Regions from separate parts of the Anas platyrhynchos genome. Here region 1 is linked to region 2. Evidence: chromatin contacts called from public Hi-C data. All regions are on one chromosome and are shown on one strand. The core of a region is the stretch at or near the end of the contact, and the rest is flanking DNA. Distances in the headings are between cores, read along the strand shown. Region 1 overlaps NEURL1B (neuralized E3 ubiquitin protein ligase 1B). Region 2 holds the start of NEURL1B (neuralized E3 ubiquitin protein ligase 1B).

Region 1 (4,517 bases), core at 1,404-3,903, 120 kb before region 2:
CACCTATTGCTCCCTTGTGCTGCTTTCCTCCTGCCCGTACGTGGCTGCTCGCAGATCGAGGGCCGCGTTTCTCTCTGGAAGAGCTTCATGCCCAGCACTTCTGTGGGTTTGCGGCTGACCAAGCCCGTTTGCCCTTTCCATTCTAATTACAAGTGTAAGTGCTGCAGATGCACTTCTGCGGCTACGTTGTTGTGCTGCTGAAAACAATTAGAGTTTTCCCTCTAATTTGAGGCCAGCAGAACTGAGGGCACTCTACGTGCCGGAGGAGCGTTATCCACTCCCTTGAGCACGTGCTGCCTTCCCTTGTCCCACACTTTCTGTGCTGGAAACGTGGACTTAAGGATAGCTCTGTGTACATACAGAACAAACGTGGTGGTGCCTCAGGGCAGGGTCATTTGGAAAGGTGATGGGGCGGGCAGTTTGTCCCAGCCCTGTTTTATAGACAGAGAAGCCATCCTAGTCCATCCAGAAGCCCCGAGGTTTGTTTTCAGCCCTGGGAACTCATGCACCCCGATCTCTGGCTGGTTCCTCTCCCTGCCACCCCCAGGTTTCTCTGATCACACATCAGCCTCTGATCGGGCTGACTCACCTGAGCTGGCAATAAGCAATACAGCTGCAACCCAACCCAGTAACCCAGCTGCGTGCGTGGCACATCGAGAGGTGTTGATGTGCTCCCGGGAGAGCTGCAGGGAACAACACTGCCTTGTCTCCGCACATCCCTTGCTCCATGAAAACTCTCCTGCCGTGGAAATGGACAGGGGACAGGCCAGTTAGGGCAGCGCTGCCCAGCAGCCAGGTGCAGCCCCACTGTGCTTGGGGAGGGGGCAGGAGGAGCTGTGTCCCCCCACCCGCTCTGGCTGCTGGCAGTCACGCAGGGGGTGGCGGGGTGCCCGTTTCCCATGGCGCTGCATCCTCGCTCTCGGTGCTGAATGTCCTTTTAGGCTCGGAAGGCTTTCTCCTTTCTCTGCCTCACAGACCTCTCTGATCCCATTTTTCCTCGTAGGGAACAATGCTCTTTCTGTTGCTTCCGTGCTAAATGAGGGCTATTTCTGCTTTCCTCCCAGACCGAGCCTCAGAACTGGTAGCGCTTCATTTTGCTGACACAAGTACTGTATTTGGCTCAGCGGGCACGTGGCAGCATCGGTCCCTTGTTCCCAAAGAGCTTCCCAGGAGGCAGGGTGCGTGCCAGCACGGTCACTCACCCACACAGGGTGCCAACACCGGGAGCCTTACCCCTCCTTCTGCCCCCCTGTCTGCAAAGGGACTGGAAAACCCACACCCGACGGGGGACACGTGCTTGGTGGCCACGCAGACCGCGTCTCCTCGCCTTCTCCTGACTACCTCGTGAGGAGGAGGAGAAGGAGGAGGGTGGCCTGGGATGCTTGGGGCCCTGAGCACCGCCGTGGTCCGAGCCCGAGCTTCCTCCTCGCCCAGCACCAGCACAGCCCGAGGCGGGGGCATCACCACGGCGGGGGGCAGAGGAGGGTTGGGGGCCCCCCGTGCCACCTCACATGCTCCCGAAGCCGTTCTGTTTGTCTGTGTCTCGCTGTGTTGTGTAAGCGCGTAGAAATCGACATTGCTGTGGGCGGGCGGGGGTGGCAGCGGAAGATAGATGTAGCCGTGTAAATGCCGTATCTGTACTTTCACCAGTAGGGGTTGCGTTCTGGTTTTTATTTTTAATTCGTTGGGGGGGGGGGAGGTTGGGGGTTTTGTTTTTGATTTTTTTTTTTTTGTGGTTTGTGTTTGTTTCTTTTTTTTTAATTTTTCGTCTGTTGTTTTTTTTAAGAAATAAAAGAAATGGCTTGACTGGTTTCAAGCACCTTGTGAACCCCTGGCTGGCGTGTGTCTGGGCTGAGCTGCTCCCTGTCCAGGCGGTGGCAGCTCCACGCAGGGACCTGGGCAAAGCGTCCTGGAGGTGTGAAATGTGGCTGGATAACAGGGCAGGGGGCTGCTCAGGGGGGGCACAGCACACACAAAGAGCTGCTGCTTGTCACAGGCAGTGACATGAAGGAGCCCTGAGGATGGATTTTGGTCTTACAGGCCCTGGTCGGAAATAACCCAGCTCCCCCCTCACAGCTGTGCCCCAGGTCCCCATCCTGCGCAGGGCTGCAAGGAGCTCGGGCAGGGCTGTGCAGGCAGCAGGCGATGGCCCCGTGCCTGCTGAATTACCTGCAGCACCAGGGCCGATCTCTCCAGCTGCTGTTTGCTCACCTGCCTGCAGCACGTGCCCCGGGCTGGGAGCCCACACTTTGTGGCTGGCACCCCGACAGCCCAGGGCCCGCTTGCTGCACGGAGCCACCACACAGCAGGAATGAATGGAGGAGAAATTCAGAGCCGGTGCCATAACCTGGGGTGTTGCAGCACCGTGCACGGGGCCTGTCCCCAGCCCGAGGGGCAGGGAGCGGTGCCGCGCTGCTCCCACCCTGCTGGGGCTCGCCGCTCCTGGCACCGTGCGGGGCTGGATGCGTCCCAATGCTCAGTGCTGCTGTGGCTCCCCACGAGGCAGAGCCCTAACCAGAACTGGTCTGTGGCACATGGGACGTGTGTCACCGTGCCCAGGCTGGTGGCTGCGGGTGCAGGTGATGGGAGCAGGCAGTGGTCCTGCAAACTCACCCCAGGGGTGCATTGCTCCGATGCCAAATGCTGCCTGAACCCTGCAGCGTGAGGCTGGTGGCAGCTCGGGAGCATCAGCCCGCTGGGTACAGCTGGGCCACACAGCCCATAGCCGGGTGTTTGGCCATAAATAGCCCTTGTCGGGCTCCTTCACCACCTGCAGCTTGCGTGGGGCTTAGCGCAAACACGTCAGCGTGGCTGCGCTCCTGCCAGGGCAGAGTTATGAATGAATTCTTCTCCTCCGCTTCAAACCGCATCTGAGGTGACTTGACTGGTGTCTGGCTTCAACCGGCCACATTTCAGAATATAAACAGTTTACAGCACAGCCTGCCGTCGACCTCGGCTTGTTAAATAAAGAGCCAGGCAGCTCCAGGGGATGGGATAAAAAAAAATAATGAGTCCAGCAGCCCTCCTGCCCCGATACATGGCCCCCTCCCTGAACAGAGCTGCAAGTGGCTGGAGCAGGTGCCCCTTCCTACCTCAATAGCCCCAAAAATGCACCTTGCTTTTTACTGTAGGGGCTGCCAAGTTTTCAAGGGCTTGCAAGGTTAAGTGAACCTTCAAGGGACGGAGCAGCCGCTGTGCAGGGACCTCTGTGGAGCAAAGCAAAGCTCCTGCAAGGTATTTAAATGTCCTGGAGCAGGGCTGCCTGCAGGGGCAGGGCGTGGGCAGCATCCCCAAGCCTCCAGCTTAGCCCAGTTTGGAGGAAAAGCTTTTGCTCAGCCTTCTGGTCACTTTTAAGCGTCAAGGAGCCCTCTTTACAAGCCAAAATTTTATTTGTTTCATAAACAAGTAAAATTATATTAATGTAAAACAGGTAAATGGACAAAAATAAAACACACACAGCACTGAACACAACGCTATAGAGTACTGACATGTAGAAGTGCAGCTCCCTCCCTCGTGCGACCCACCCCCACCCCGGTCCCCCGATGATTTGCTCGGCAAGCCTGACGCAGAGGCTTCAGCTTCGCCGTGATGTCCAGGTCACAGCATGGACTCGTGAAGGTAACACCAAGAGAGTAACTGGCTTGGAAAGGGGCAAGGTCAAAGGGCTCCCCTTACTCCGCTTTTGCTTTCTCTCTTCTTTTTTTTTTTTAAACAAATGGGAGCGGGTGGGAATCCATAGGAATAAACACTTTTTTCACTCCTAAATTTATATATATACGTTTATATATATATATAAAGCAGGATTCTCGATGAACACACACAAAAAAAATCTATAAAACTACCATTGATCTGTGATATTTTCTCCCCATTTTTCTTTTTTTTTTTTTTAAAAGTCGCTTTAGAAAGGATAAAAAGTGCACAGACACCCTTATAAGGCACAAACAGATCTTCTGTACAAATCATATCTCATCGGACTGGTTAAAAAAAATAGCAATACGAGTACGAACGGTTAAATCTGTAAGAGGCTACCTTTTCCTGGAAATCATTTTTAAGAGGCCTCTGCGCCCATTTTGGAACATCCCTGTCGCCCTCGGGCAGGCAGGGCGCCTCAGCCACCGCTGCTCGGCCACGCTCAGTGCCCCGGCGAGGATCCTCACCCGCAGCGAGCTCGCTCCCTTGCTGGCCCTGCTGGGTGCCGTGCCCTGAAATCCCTCGCAGCTGCTACAGCGCAAAGTAAACCTGTGCGACCTGATCAGCTTGGCTGCCAGCTTGGAGCGAGTGCTTTCACTGCTTCTCCGTGCTAGCTTGAAAGAAAAGAGCTACACCGAGAAAAAAGCCAGGCGTGCAGCCAGCCCTGCTTGTTGGGGACCTGAGGGGTCAGCCAAGCGAGCGGGCTCTGCACTTTAGGCGGTGCAGGTGGCTGGGGGCTGGCACTGAATGGCACAGGGCACCCCAAAACAGGGACTGCGGCGTGGGGTCTGGCTGGCATTTGTTAGCCCAGCTTGCTCCAAGCCAGT
Region 2 (4,917 bases), core at 2,193-4,692:
CTGGGTACAACGACTCGGAGTAAGAAGCACGGCAGCGAGGACAAAACCTGAGTGCTTAAGTTCCCAGCTGTGAGTGCAAGATAGCAGCCAAACGGTACGCTTAAACCCACGACATTCAGGCAAACCCCATCCTTCTCACCACCTGCACAAGCCACGCAGGCCAAGTGCTGAGCCTGGTGGGGCAGAGCAGACCCCAGCAGGGAGCTTTCCTGGGGTCTGGCACCACCAGAGAGCTGTGTGCATCCTTCAGGCTGGGCTGCCTGGCTTCAGAGCAGCGAAAAGAAGCCTGTCCGTGACCAACCTTCTTGCTTCTCAGCACCGGGTCTCTGGCAGAACACACGTGCTGACAACAAGCAGGGCAGTGGGCAGAGTTTTCAGACCAGCAGCCAAAAGCTCAGCACAGAGGCCCGTGGGTGCTGTGCTGACTTGTAACGCTCCCTAGCATTGCAATCTAGTTTTACACTCACAGACCATTAGTGGAGTTCAGTCAGGGAACGATTGTTTAATGCAGACATAAGTGGATTTGTATTACACAAAGAAAACTTCCCCTGACTTTTGACATTGTCGAGCTGCGCAAGACGCAAACAACTCAGAGCTCCTGCCACACCGCGAGGCTTCCCGCTGCTCACAAGGATGCACGCTGCTCCTGGAGGACGCTGCAGGTCAGCAGTTGCTCTGAAGGAAGATTTGACACGCAAAAAAAAAATAGGAAAAAAGAAAAGACAGGTGGCATGGCTAGCCAGAAACTCTCCCTGAAAGGAATGCTTCTTTGGATCAAGAGGTAATTACTCCTTGGAGACCTGTCTGTCTGTTGTAAACTGTTCTCCAGGAGTTAGACCAGACGCTGTGATATCCAACCACCCCGTACAGGTCCCAACCTAAAGGTCTGAGCCTGGCATCAGCCCCCAGCCACGTCCATCTGAGAGAGTCCCATGCAAGTGTCAGCCTGCCGTGACGTGAAAGGCACCCGCACTCGGGGTGCAGAAGAATTACACCTCCGTCCAGATTTAACAAGCGCTCACGCTATGAGCACAGCTAAGCTGTCACAAGCTGTCAACTGCTACAACTTGTCCTGGTTCTCCAAGGGAAAGGAGCTCTGCAGAAGGGGAAAGGCAAAAGCACACACAAGAAACAAGAACCAATCTGAGATGTGCCCTCCCCAGCTACCAGGAGAGGTTTCCTCCCCTTGGGGACGAGCTGCAGGATGGTATTTGCTCTCCTTTTGGCCAGGCTCAATCCCTTAAGCAACCTGCTTGGCAGTGTCCTTTTCCTGGCATTTATTCAGCTCTTTTTTTTTTTTTCCTGGGCCGGTTCCGCAGAGCAGAGCTGCCTTCTTTAATCCCGGCTGCCCTCTAGCGAGGGATCGCAGCCTGGTGCCCTGCTGTCAGCGAGGCTCTCCTGGAGCAGGGGCAGCCTCGTCCCGCACAGCTCACCCCGGTACCCAAGCCCCTGCCCTGCTGCTCTGTACAGAGATACACAAAGCAGTATTTAAAATACAGCTCCCTCGTACCTTAGTTAGCCACAGCTCCAGTTTTTAAGGGAAATGCATAAGGAAGAGCGCAAACCAAGAACTGCCACCAATGCACCAGGCTCCACATCTCACTGCTCGGAGCATACACATTTTTCTGTGACTACATTGTGCAAATGGAGAAATTACTTCAGGTTGAGAGCAGGCTGAGATTTTTATATGTTCTTACTTTCTCAGTCCTTGACAATTAATTCCACCTCTGTCCAAACCCTGCTATCCGCTGCTGGAACCGCCAGTGAACGCATTTATTTGTCTTCCCTGTTGAGCAAACGGGAGCGCAGCAGTAGCTGTTGACATAATGTATTACCGAGGGCTGACTTGCCTGACAGTACATTAACTTTAAAAATGTTATCTCGGGTACTGTGTTGCAGAACTGGCTTTATAATCAAAGCCTCGATGTTTGGATTTCAAACCCAAAACCGACACTAGGAAGCACAGTTACGCATCGGTTAGAAACAATCTTCCATTACATAGCAAACATGTAAGCCTAATGGTGACTGACTACCCCAAAAAACAAACACAGCAGGAGCAGCTCCCAGGAGAAAGAAATACAAGAAACAAGGGAACCAGCTAGGGCAGAACATTACACCCCGGGCACGCAGTCCCCAGGAACACAATCATTGCCTAATCCCCGGGTGCCAGCAACACCCTGCAGAACAGCAGAGGCCCTCCCTTAATGTACATACACACCTGAACTCAGTACTGCCCCGCACACGTGAGCAACAGGACTAGGAAACCAGGATCAAAAGTCACTTTTTTTTTTCCTCTTGTTCTGCCCACTGCCTGCACTCACCCATTTCCAGAAGCGAGGTGCCTAAATCTGCAGTAAATACCCCAAAATCACAGCCTGCATTGCTCGGAGTGCCTTTTTCTCCTGCACTGGGCAGCACTTGGCATCAGTGTGAGCATACTTAATGCAGATCACCTGGATCTCTGCAGATGTGTTTGGCACTCACCAGAGAGGAGGGCAGCGTGGTTTGGGGCTCCTGGCACAGCTCGGAGGGTCCCCGACCTCCTGACAGGGCGCTGAGGCAGGAGCACCCAGCTCTGCCCTCATGCAGACCGTGTCCTGCGGGACTTGCTCATGTTTAGGGAACGCTGCCAGCAACAAGATGCTTTGCTTTTCCCCCAGACGAAGAGAAAACGAAAGCAAACGCTGACAACTTTTTGAAAGTAGCCACTAAACCCTATCAAACCACCTGAAAATTTGATCGCATTCCTCACCTTCCCACTGAGCGTGAGGAAGGGCAACGCTTCATCCCGATGGCCCGTGGCAGCTCCCGAGCATCTGGGAAGCGGCACCGAGATGCCAAGGGCTCGAAGCCAAGGAGAGACTGAGGAGAAACAAGCCCGGCCTTGCGGAAAGCCGTTACGGGAGGGTGGCAGCAGCGGCGGTGGCAGCCTCTGGGAGCTCCCTGTTCCCTTGGCATCCCCAGCCCGTGTTATTTATTTGCACGTCGCAGCCTTGGCACCTGGCGCGGGTTGGCTGAGCTCCGCCAGCAGCTCCCTTCAAACCCAGCCAACCAAGCAGGCGGCTGGGGGGGGGGGGGGAACACGGAGGCCAGGCACAAAACCACGTTAAAACACCTCAAAACTGCCACCCACCCGCAAAACCCAACGCCAGCACTTTTGTTGGCTTCCCCCCCAAACCCCCTTCAGCCTGTCAGCGCGGCTAGGCGGGCGGCTGAGGGGGCGAAAGGGTTGGGATGATGGCAGCGAGGGGGGACAGCACGGGAAGGGAAGGGGACAACGGGGACGAAGGCAGCCTGAGGGGGAAGGCAGAGCTGTCCCCGCACTTACCGGGGCCGGCGGCACCGCGCAGGACGGACTCGGTGTTCCCCATGGAGGTAGCGGGGCGCTGTGAGGCGGGCGGGCAGCGCCGCGCCGCCGGTTCGAAGCTGGCGCCCGCCCCGCCCCGAGGCCGCCACCGCCAACCGCAAGCCTGCGGGAGGAGCCGCACCGGGCTGGGGCCGCCCGGGATCGGCTGCGAGAGGCTGGGAGGCGGCCTCAGGGCGGCTACGAGCGGCTTGGAAGCGGCCTGAAGGCGGCCGGGTGCCTGCCCGCAGGCCCGCCCCCGGGGCCGTGGACCTGCCTCATGGCGCCCGGCGCTGTGAGGGTGTGGGGTGAGGGCTGCCCGTGCCCGCAGCGAGGTGCGCTGCTGGGGCTGTGTTCTGGAAAAGCTTTGGCATGGCAGCTTCCAACAGGACCAAGATTTGTGCCCCTGTCTCAAATCTGTGCCCTGCCATGCTCTCGTGACGGCGAGCTGGCAGATTTATAGCAGAAATGAGTCCTGCTGTCCTCCCCCCCAGGCACTCTGTTCCCCCATTACTCCATTTCCTCATCTGTTTTCCATGGGGCCGATGTGGGTTGTGGAAGCTGTAAATGAGCAAAACAGGAGGTGTGAGATTCTTGAGCTGTCACGGCAGCCTGGCCACCCCTGGGGGTAACAGAGAGAATGGAGAAGATGGCAGCAGGGGGGCACCATTTATCCCAGTGCCAAGTTCCTCTTTCACAGCCGCAACCAGATCACGGTTACTGGATGCCAGCAGCTTTGAATTGCTTAGATGTAGATAAAGACGTGTCCTGCCCTGGAAAAGAAAGACACGGCGAGAACACGGCATGCAGATAGATGAGCACACTGCTGCCTCGAGCCAGGGAAAGGGCCGGGTCCGGGAGAAGAGGAACAGCAAAGCCTCCGCAGTGCCCCAGCATCCCAGTGCCCCTTATCAGATAGCACAGTTACGCGATGAGAGCCCTGCTGAGGCAGGGATGTCTTCCTTGAGTGTGAGCCTGGCGGTGTCTGGGACATGCGGATGCTCCTTATCTATCTGCTAATGCATTTTTTATCTTCTCCATTAGGTGGGAGCAGCACAGCAAGATCTCGAGTGCTTCAGCAACTTCCAAAGCGGCCTCCGGAGCCGTCGATGATATCCTCGCACATGGCAGTTGTAGCCGTCTCATCACCAGGTTTGGGGTCATTCGTGTGGTTTGGGTTTCTAAAAATATTACCAGCAGCAGCAGCATGATGCAGAACTGCTGAGTGTTCGCAGCAGATCCTGTGACATCCCCGGCAAGTCGGGGCTAGCGGCAGGACGCGACCTGGAGCCCTGAGTAACAGCAGCAGTTGCAACGAAAGGGCACTTGGTTCTCAGACTTTCTCAAAGCAAAAGGGAGGAGACGCCTTGCCCTCTTGGTTCCCAAAAGGCACTTAGACACGCTTTCATTCCTGAGGAGGGTGAGTAGCACCCTGAGAAGCTTTCCCAGCCCTCTAATAACAGGGAAGTTGCAGCTCCCTAAGCAGGTGCAATGGGAACCTGTATTCAGAAGCAGTGAGTCCCCGGATTGCCTACTGCGAGGTGATCACCCCAAGGCCAGGGAAATGGGCCCTG

Evidence for each region. A called contact is a pair of places that touch in the nucleus more often than the background predicts.
Region 1: a Hi-C map of skeletal muscle shows a contact between it and region 2, with 2.4 times the contacts expected there. The contact joins the enhancer-like site here to the promoter of NEURL1B in region 2. A contact is called at or near these places in 2 of 8 Hi-C or Micro-C datasets (skeletal muscle and subcutaneous adipose tissue).

The regions. Positions count from the first base shown.
Region 1 is chr14:11,080,772-11,085,288 of IASCAAS_PekinDuck_T2T, reverse strand. NEURL1B (neuralized E3 ubiquitin protein ligase 1B) reads right to left here. Exons shown (of 5, transcript XM_038186493.2): 5 at 3,371-4,517. It overlaps SH3PXD2B (SH3 and PX domains 2B), which reads left to right. Exons shown (of 15, transcript XM_038186487.2): 15 at 1-1,689. Among named protein-coding and RNA genes, the nearest start is that of SH3PXD2B, 73 kb to the left of the region's middle. Within about 2 kb of position 2,653, at least 1 of the 8 cell types and tissues checked has an H3K27ac peak or open chromatin away from gene starts, as enhancers often do.
Region 2 is chr14:10,962,810-10,967,726 of IASCAAS_PekinDuck_T2T, reverse strand. It overlaps NEURL1B (neuralized E3 ubiquitin protein ligase 1B), which reads right to left and starts at 3,442. Exons shown (of 5, transcript XM_038186493.2): 1 at 3,329-3,442. The coding sequence starts at 3,371.